Linked DNA regions of Mus musculus: region 1 is linked to region 2. Evidence: chromatin contacts called from public Hi-C data. All regions are on one chromosome and are shown on one strand. The core of a region is the stretch at or near the end of the contact, and the rest is flanking DNA. Distances in the headings are between cores, read along the strand shown. Region 1 holds the start of D130043K22Rik (RIKEN cDNA D130043K22 gene). Region 2 has its middle 8.7 kb from the start of Cmah.

Region 1 (4,393 bases), core at 936-3,435, 530 kb after region 2:
AGATTTATTTATTTAGTGTATATGAGTACACTCTAGCTGTCTTCAGACACACCAGAAGAGGGCATTGGATCCCATTATAGATGGTTATGAGCTACTATGTAACGTTGCTGAGAATTGAACTCAGGACCTCCAGAAGAGCAGCCAGTGCTCTTAAGCACTGAGCCATCTCTCCAGCCCAATTTGTAATATCTTGAGGGGTTTTCTTGTTTTTTTTTTTTTCTGAACAGAAAACAATATCTCTACCTTTGGTGAATTGCTACGCTTAAATTGATAGCAAATAGTCTGCCATTGAACTATATCATGAGGCTGAAGATTTAGTGACCCTGCCTCATAGCAGTTTTTGCCATCCATGTGGAGTGTGCAGTGTATTTTAACCTTGAACTTTATTCCTCCAAAAATAGTACCATGTTGTTATTGTGCAAAATTTCTCAGATAACATAGAAGTGAACAGTCAGGGGGGAAAAAATCTACAAACGCTTGAATCATTTCTCTTTAACCCTGTCTGATAAAAAAGGGGCTAGGGTCCACTGAGTACCAGAGAGGTAGTTTCACATCAGTCTGAAGGAGACTGGCATTTTGTTCATCACACTGATGACGGACAGAGGAGAGGTAAGCTGATTTTCTTTCTCGTGGTAAGCAGTTTGGTTGTTTTGGAGGGGGAAAGTTGAAGGTAAGTTCACATTTTCTAGTCTGTAGGGATGTGTAGTTGTTTATCTCCATTCGGACCTCTGATGACTGTCTTTTGCTCCTATATGAGGGCTGGGAGAGTTGTACACTGATTTAACTATTCTCATCTTGTGACTCATGCCTTCTGTATCTCTTCACTGCCTGCATCTTTTCTCTAGCTATCATTAATATGTACCATGAGAGAAGGAAATGTCTTCCTACAGTGAGGTTTGGTGTTTGCCCTCTGAGCCCATTTAGTGACTGAATTAATGATTTTTCCCCCTTTTTAGTCCATGCTTATTTTTATTCTCAGTCTTCTATTTTGGTTTTTTTGAAACATGGTTTCTCTGTAGCCTTGGCTGTCCTGGAACTCCCTCTGTAAACCATGTTGGCTTTGAGATGTAGCTGCCTCTACAACTGTAGGACTGGGATTAAAGGCCCGGGCCTTCTCCGTTTTATAGCTTATTCTCTTTACCTCCTTAGTGGCTCTTTATCTCCATTAGTTAACGTGTTCATCCTATATGATGCTTTTACATGTATGGTGTTTGTAAGTACACATGAGGAGGCCAGAGGGCAGTTTGTGGAGTCATTTCCAATTTTATGTGGGTCTTCTGGTAGATCTAACTCAAGTCATCAGCCTTGGTAAAGTAAGTCCCTCTACTACTGGCTGAGCCATCTCACTGCCCCTCCCCTTAAGAGAAAAGCCTCATTAAGTAGCCTGGGCTGGCCTGGTAACTGTATCTGGCTTTTTAATTTATTGTTTGAAAGAGTGTTATTGTTTGAAATCGTGAAGCTCTTGCTTCAGCCTCATGAGTCCTAGGGTGGACTTCTGTTCTTGGGTCATCTCCATTTTCTAACAGGAGACATTTAGTAACATTTGTAACCTGTCTGATGTTTCTCCACAAAGATGACAGTGCAGGCTTATACTGGTGTGCGACTCAGTCATTAAGCCACCGTGGATGTATAAAGAATACTCTGCCCGTCCTTTCTGCCCCTTAATGCCAGTTCCTAGACACTTTCTTGTCCTTATTACAAAACTAAAAATACAAGGAACAGTGTTCCACTGACTTAGAATTTCCTCTGACTCAAGATTCTCACTACAAGACACAAATGTTGAAATGCACTTGGCACCCATTTAACCTGCAAAGTAGAGTTGCTCTGTGACGACCTAGGCCCAGTTTACCATCCTTGATTTGAAAGCAGCACTTGAAACCAAGCAGATTAGTTATGGGGTTGGGGGTCTTGCAAAAAGGCTTGGCTGGAAACAAGACTTGAATGGCCAGGTGACTTGACTTGGAGTAGTCTGAGCCAAGCAGTGCTTGCTTCCCCGGGTGGAGCATTTTTCTAGACGACCTGTCTATCCCCTCAACAGTTCAGAACCATGGCAGGAAAGGGGTGGGCGAGGGACCAGAGCAGGGAAGCAACGGAGGCCCCTCTGCTTAGCGGGGCAGTGCGGGCTGCGGCGCAGGCCATCCCTAGGGGCGTGTGTGCGCGTGCGTATGCGTCGCCCTGGTAACCCGGGAGGCAGAAAGGCGCTGAATCACCAGCGCGGGCTCGCAGCGTCTGTCTGTGCAGCCGCAGGGGTGGGCAGGTGTCGCCTGCAGGTGTGCCTCGCAGGTGTCTCAACTGGACATCAGCGGCTGGCCAGTCTGGAGTACCGCGGAGCCTGGAGATCGCTGGGGATGGAGGTAAGAGCCGCACTCAGCTGCCTGCGTTCCTGTTTGGATCGATGGGTTCTCAGCAGGGTGGAGTCAGGGAGACTTGGGCAGCTAACCTTAAACCTAAGAATCGGTTTCTTTAAAGTTCATTCAGAACTGGCATTTGCTAAATGCATTTCGTATCTTAGTCAGAGGCTTTTAATCTGGACTCCAGGTCCCCGGATTTCTAGCTAGGGTGTAGTTGGGATTCCTCCTTACCTCTGCCTAGGGATGCAGGATATGAGTGTGTTTATGAGACTGGGTGATGGGGTGTTGAACGAAGCTCCAGTGAGCTTGCAGTGTTTAGCTTCAGCAGCCACCTCAGGTGCAGAATCCCATCTCCCAGCCCAGCTGGCCAACTGTCAGCAACGACGACAGCAAGCAGGTAGGTGGTGTCAGAAAAAAAAAAAAAAAAAAAAAAAAAAAAAAAAAGCCAAGAGGGGGACTTCTAAGGCTTCTTCTGGACACCTAGGAAAAGCAATCCTAGATAGTTGCATGATTTGATGGTTTCCCTGTTTCGTGGAGGCGGGAGATTTGGGGATCTTTCCAACCTCGCAAATTGCATGCTTTAGACTGAAGAATTACCTTTAAATTTCGTTTAGTGCTGTTGTCGTGGACCTCGCTACCACTTACCAAATGCATTCATCTCCTCTCTTTACCGTCACCAGAAGCTTAGCGCTGTATAAAGGCTTTTCTTCCTGCTCTTTGAATTCTCTCCAAGGAATGGCACAGATTTATCAGGATCACAAAGCTGCAATCGCTAGTCATCGTTCTCAACACCATTTGTTTTCATAATTGTCTGAAGGGAGCAAGCAAGCCGGAGCATATTCACGCTCATCTTTATTGCTGGCTTTACTGAACATTTTCGTTTGTGAGTTAGATGTTGATATTTTTCCTAGTGCTTGAGCAGAAAAGTTGAGTGGCATTTGTGTTAATAATGGAAAAAAGTGTAGATCACATTTCCTAAAAACCACAAAAATGTTCAAGGTGGATGTGTGTATTAATTTATTCCTGAAATGCACGGCGCCTGGGAAAGTTCCTCAGAGAGACTGAAGTTGTGTCACATGTACATTTTTATTTCATGCTCATGATTTTAGTTACTTCTAATGCAGATGGGGCAAAGTAGAGATTTCAGTTCAGTTCCAAACTTAGAACTCACTGAGAAAGCTGAATTCTCTGCAAACTGAACAGGAGATAAAACAAGAAACAAGACAAACAAACAAAAGCCTGCAGCAGGAATTTTTAGAACCTCCGGTAACAGGAACAGACAGCACACCGCTGCTGGGTAAAATGCCGAGGCAGGGATGCGTGTCCTTTCAGAAAGGTAACGGTCACTGAGCTCTCATCCTCACGGTTTAGAGAGCTGAAGGAGAGCTTTGGTGAGTTATAAAGTAAGAAGTATGTTTAAGGTTTGTTCTTGACTTAAGTGCCCCTCACCCCCAACAGACAGCCTTTCCTTTTAAAACCAATTTGTGGAAATAAGGATGTCTGTTTGGGGCAGGGGTTGGAGTGTGTGTGTGTGTGTGTGTCCGCGCGCGCGCGCGCGCATGTACAGTGTTGGGTGACAAATAGCCTGATGGGAAAAGATGGTCTGCTTAGGGTTGTGGTTCAGCTGTTAGAGGCGACCTCCCCTCATATTAAGGAAACTATAACCTCTAAGCCCCATTGTTCTCATCTGTAAAATAGAGAAAATAGTAAGGCCTACTCAGTGGAATTTCTATAGGAATTAAAATAAAAATAGAATTTGCACGTGCTGAGCTGTGAAGGATTGCTCAAACCCTAGTGTTGGAGGCCAGCTTTGGAAATACAGAGGGATGCTGTTGCTTTTGGTTTTGGTTTTGATTTGTGTGCGAGTGTGCCTGTATGCCACACATGGAGTTTGAACTCTTAGAGCTAGGGTTCTAGGCATTTGTAAGCTTCCTGACCTAGGTGCTAGGATCCAAACTTAGAGGCCCATTTAGAAAATAATTAAAATAAGATACTATTACACAAATGCTTCTTAAAAAACCATGGTTTCGGCCGGGCGTGGT
Region 2 (4,655 bases), core at 1,225-3,724:
GCCATGTCCCACTCATGCATTATAGTACTGAGCAGGGGTCATGCTGGGCAGGATCTGCTCCCCCAGCCCCAGCCTTTGCACTCAACTTGTGGTCATCTCAGGCTAGATCCCTGTCTGGGCTGCATGGCGTTGGTCTGGTGGTCATCTCTGGCTTGCTCCTAGCCCAGCCTGACTGAGTGCCCCCATGCAAGGGTCATCTGTCTCAGGCTCACTCCCATCTGGGACCTGAGGTCCTGGGCAGGGTTCTTCTAGTTTCCCACTTGCTCTCAGTCCTGGGAGCCTATTTGGGTCTGCATGGCATGGGACTGATGTCGTTTCAGGCTAGCTCCTTGTCTGGGCCCCTTGGTGCCAGTCTGGTTGTCAATTCAGGCTTGCTTCCCGCCAACCCCCACGAAGGGAGTCTTCAGCTATGAATCATTCAGCAGTTCACAAGCCTTAACACTGAGTATAGACATACTTCTCTGCCACCTACTGATGCACAAGTGACACAGCAGCCATATTTGTAAACCTCTAGGAGCAGGCTTTTTGTTTACCTTATAACCATAGCTAGCTTGAAACTTATGTTAATCAGGCTGGCCTGGAACTAATATAAACTTACCTGTATCTGCTTCTGCTTCTGCCTCTGCCTCTGCCTCTGCCTCTGCCTCTGCCTCTGCCTCTGCCTCTGCCTCTGCCTCTGCCTCTGCCTCTGCCTCTGCCGAGTGCTGGGATTAAAGACATGTGTTACTACACCTGACCTTATTTTTGCTTTTGGAGGCAAGATCTCACTACATAGCCTTGATTGGCCTGTACTTATTATGTAGCCCAGGTTGGCTTTCAGTTTAAAGCAAGCTTTCTGTCTCTCCTTCTTGAATGATGAGATCACAGATCAGCATGACCATATATGGCCAAACATTCTTAATATTCCAAATAATTATGGCTCTTTCTTTCTTATGTTTGTTTTGAAGCAGGCCTCATGTAGTCATGGCTAGCATCGAGGTTCTGATATCTCCACCTTTATGTCCTGAGTGCTGGGGTTAGAGAGGCAGAGTCACTATGCAGGGCTTCTCACAGGCATTTCTAACCTCGGTTCTGCTTTTGTTTCCTTTGTTTATGTTCAAAACAGTTGACTGTGTGTCATTTGTCAAGTTCAGTTGCACAGTGACGTTTCCCCCTATTCCAGAACATAAGAATCACTCTGGGTACTGCCTGAGATGCAGCCCAACAGTGTGTCATAGCCCATCAGCCCTAACACCAAACAGTGGGAAGAGTAAGCTGGGCTTACTGGGATACTGGGAAGGCCTGTCATCACTTGCAGAATGTTGCCTTGGTGATAACTGGTGTAGAAAAAGATCATTGGAAAGAGAGGCCCATCGGTCTTGCAAACTTTATATGGCTCAGTACAGGGGAATGCCAGGGCCAAGAAGTGGGAGTGGGTGGGTAGGGGAGTGAGGGGGAGGGTATGGGAGACTTTTGGAATAGCATTGGAAATGTAAATGAAGAAAATACCTAATAAAAAAAATCCTGAAAAAAAAAAAAAAGAAAGAAAGGATGCTTTTGCAGCAGGAAGTACCCTGTCTTCATTAGGGTTTCTATTGCTGTAAACAGACACCATGACCACGGATACTCTTATAAAGGAAAACATTTAATTGAGGCTGGCTTACAGCTTCAGAGGTTTAATATGTTATTGCCATGCTGAGAAACATAGCAGCATGCAGGCAGACATTGTGCTGGAGAAGGAGCTGAGAGTTCTGTGTCTTGATTGGCAGGCAGAAGTAAAAGCCCAACTAGGCCTAGCTTGAGCATATGAGACCTCAAAGCCCGCCTCACAGTGACATACTTTCTGCAACAAGGCCATACTTCCTAATAGTGCCACTCCCTTTGGGCCAAGCATTCAAACATATGAGTTTATGGGAGGCACTCCAATTTAAACCACCACATACCTTATGCTGGCTGATACACGGTAGAATTGCTTAAGCAAAGGAAACTTCACCTGAGGAACTACATCCACCAGATTAGCCAGTAAGCAAGGCGGTGGGAAATTTCTTATTATGATTGATGCGGACAGGCCCAGCTCACTGTGGGTGGTACCACCCTTGGGCAGGTAGTCCTGGGTTGACTGACAAATACTGTATAACAAATCACCAACACTGGGCATGAAAAGCCCTCTTTTGAGTTGTGTGCTAATCAAGGTTGTGCAAAAGAATCCCAAAACATACAGCCAATTGCTATGGCCTTTGATTGCTCCGTGGCCAGGCATGGTCTTGCAGGTCTGTGACCACACCATTCAGGAGGGAGAGGTAGAAAGATTGCCTTTGGTTGCTCTAGGAGGTGGAAGGAAAGTCCCTATTGATAAAGTCCCTGTTGCTTCAGAAATTGGGCCCAGTGGCTCCTGAACTGGAACTACTTAAATGCCTCCTCCCTAAGGCCATGTAAGCTTCCAAAGGAGGGAAGCAACCGCAGTCCTAACCACCTACGTATGACGTCTATCAACTACAAGATCTGACTTTCCTGGCTGCTCATTTTCCTACGTTACAGCTCAGGACTGACACCCAGTGGCTTGTGAGAATAAAGCTCTCCAAATGCATTTCAAGTCTGCAGGAATGGAAGTTCCTTCCTTGTTAGTGAAAGTTGTAAAACTTCCTATTCAGAAATGAAAAGAAGAATTCCCCTTCTGGGAAATCAAGAAGCCTTCTACCACTGACCCATATCCTCAGCCTAGCCTTCTCAGAGAGCTGGGTTTAGCCACTATTTTCTGCTAACCAGGACAGCCCTGAAAACATACATACAGGCAACATTATATATATGAATACATATGACTATATGAACAGATATAATATATTATATTCCTAAATATAACCTGCTTGTTTTTTTATATATATACATGTATGTGTGTAACAGCAATTAATGGAAAAGAGGCTAAGAATGTGCAGGAAAGCAAGGAGGGGTATATGGGAGGATTTGAAGGGAGGAAAGAGAAGGTAGAAATGTGTGATTATACCATATCAAAAGTATTCTGATTATTACAGAATTGAGAACTATGAACCAGTGGGAAATTTTCAGTTGCACTGTTGTAACTGATTTTTTAAATTTAGTTAGATTTTTTTTCATTATCTAGTCCTTGGTCCATGGACATTTAGGTTGTTTCCATTTTCTAGCTATTGTGAATAGAGAGGCAGTGAACATAATGGAGCAGCTATCTGTGGAGTAGGATGTCTGTCCTTTGGGCATATGCTAAGGCTGGCATAGCTGGGTCATATGGTAGATTTATTTTTAGCTTTTTGAGAATTCTTCTCAGTGATTTTCAAAGTGGCTGTACCAGTTTGCAATTCTACCCATAGTGAATGAGGGTTCCTGAGGGATATATATATATATATATATATATATACACACACACATATATACATACACACATACATATATATATATACACACACATGTATATATATATATATATATATACATACACACATACATACACACACACACACACACACACACACACACACACACACACACACATATATATATATATATTAGTTTTCTGTTTATATATTTATTTGTATGTGTGGCCTGCAAGGTAGTCCAGCAAGTACAGGCACTTGCCAACCAAGCCTAACGTTTTTAGTTCGAATCCCAGGACTCACACGTAGAAAGAAAGAAATGATTCTCACAAGTTGTCTTTTGACCACCACACTTATGCCATGTCACAAGCATCCATCCATACAAATAAGTAAATGTAATGCAATTGTTTTAAAAATAAAGCTAAAGGCCAGATTCTGTCTACAAAGTGTAAATACACTTTTTTTAAACAAATGAAGGCTTGGAAAATCATGTGTGTTCAGAAAACGCTTCCTCTAGCACCATGATGTGCAGTCTACTGCCCATCATTGGTGGCAATGCCAGGTTTGCTTCAGTGTCAGGTGCCTGCACTTGCAAACTTCATTTCATTAAGAATTATATGTGGCCCTCTCTCCTTTCTGCCACCGCCATGCCATTTAGACTGAGGAAGGCCTCAAAACTCCAGGGCCATGTGAGCCACGGCCACGGCCACATCGGTAAGCACCGCAAGCATCCAGGAGGCCGAGGAATGCTGGAGGCAGGCATCACCACAGGATCAACTTTGACAAATATCATTCAGGCTACTTTGGGAACATTGGCATGGGGCATTACTGCTTGAAGAGGAACCAGAATTTCTGACCAACTGTCAACTTGGATGAATTTTAGACACTGGTCAGCGAGCACACACGGGTCAATGCTGCAATAAACAAGACTGGAGCTGCTCTCGTCACTGATGTTGTTCCAATCATGCTACTACAAAGTTCTGGGGAAGGAAAAGCTCCCTGAGCAACCTGTCATCACGAAGACCAAATTCTTCAGCAGAAGAGCTGAAGAGAAGATGAAGGGTGTTGGAGGTGCCTGTGTTCTGATGGCTTAAAGTGACCAAGGGGTGGGGGTTAATTAAATGCTAACGTTAAAAAAATTATATGTGTATGGCTCTTTTGTCTGCATGTAATGTTTGTGTCCCACATGTATGCCTGGTACTTAAAAAGGATGGAAGATGGCGCCATATCCCCTAGAAATTGGGTGAGGGGAATAGAACCTGGGTCTTTTAGGAGAGCAGCCAGTGTTCTTAACTGTTGAGCAATCCTTTCACTATCCCTGGTCAATGAAAA

The links. Hi-C and Micro-C count contacts between places; a contact is called where the count stands out from the background.
Region 1: a Hi-C map of short-term hematopoietic stem cells shows a contact between it and region 2, with 6 times the contacts expected there. The contact joins the promoter of D130043K22Rik here to the enhancer-like site in region 2. A contact is called at or near these places in 4 of 39 promoter capture datasets (hematopoietic stem and progenitor cells, liver, neutrophils and 1 more), 2 of 484 Hi-C or Micro-C datasets (liver and short-term hematopoietic stem cells) and 2 of 9 other capture datasets (adipose tissue and liver).

Annotation. Positions count from the first base shown.
Region 1 is chr13:24,842,946-24,847,338 of GRCm38.p6, forward strand. It overlaps D130043K22Rik (RIKEN cDNA D130043K22 gene), which reads left to right and starts at 2,186. Exons shown (of 21, transcript NM_001081051.2): 1 at 2,186-2,354.
Region 2 is chr13:24,316,332-24,320,986 of GRCm38.p6, forward strand. It overlaps the pseudogene Gm23340 and the pseudogene Gm11341. Among named protein-coding and RNA genes, the nearest start is that of Cmah, 8.7 kb to the right of the region's middle. Within about 2 kb of position 2,475, at least 9 of the 459 cell types and tissues checked have an H3K27ac peak or open chromatin away from gene starts, as enhancers often do. A contact at or near this core is called in short-term hematopoietic stem cells, where this site is marked.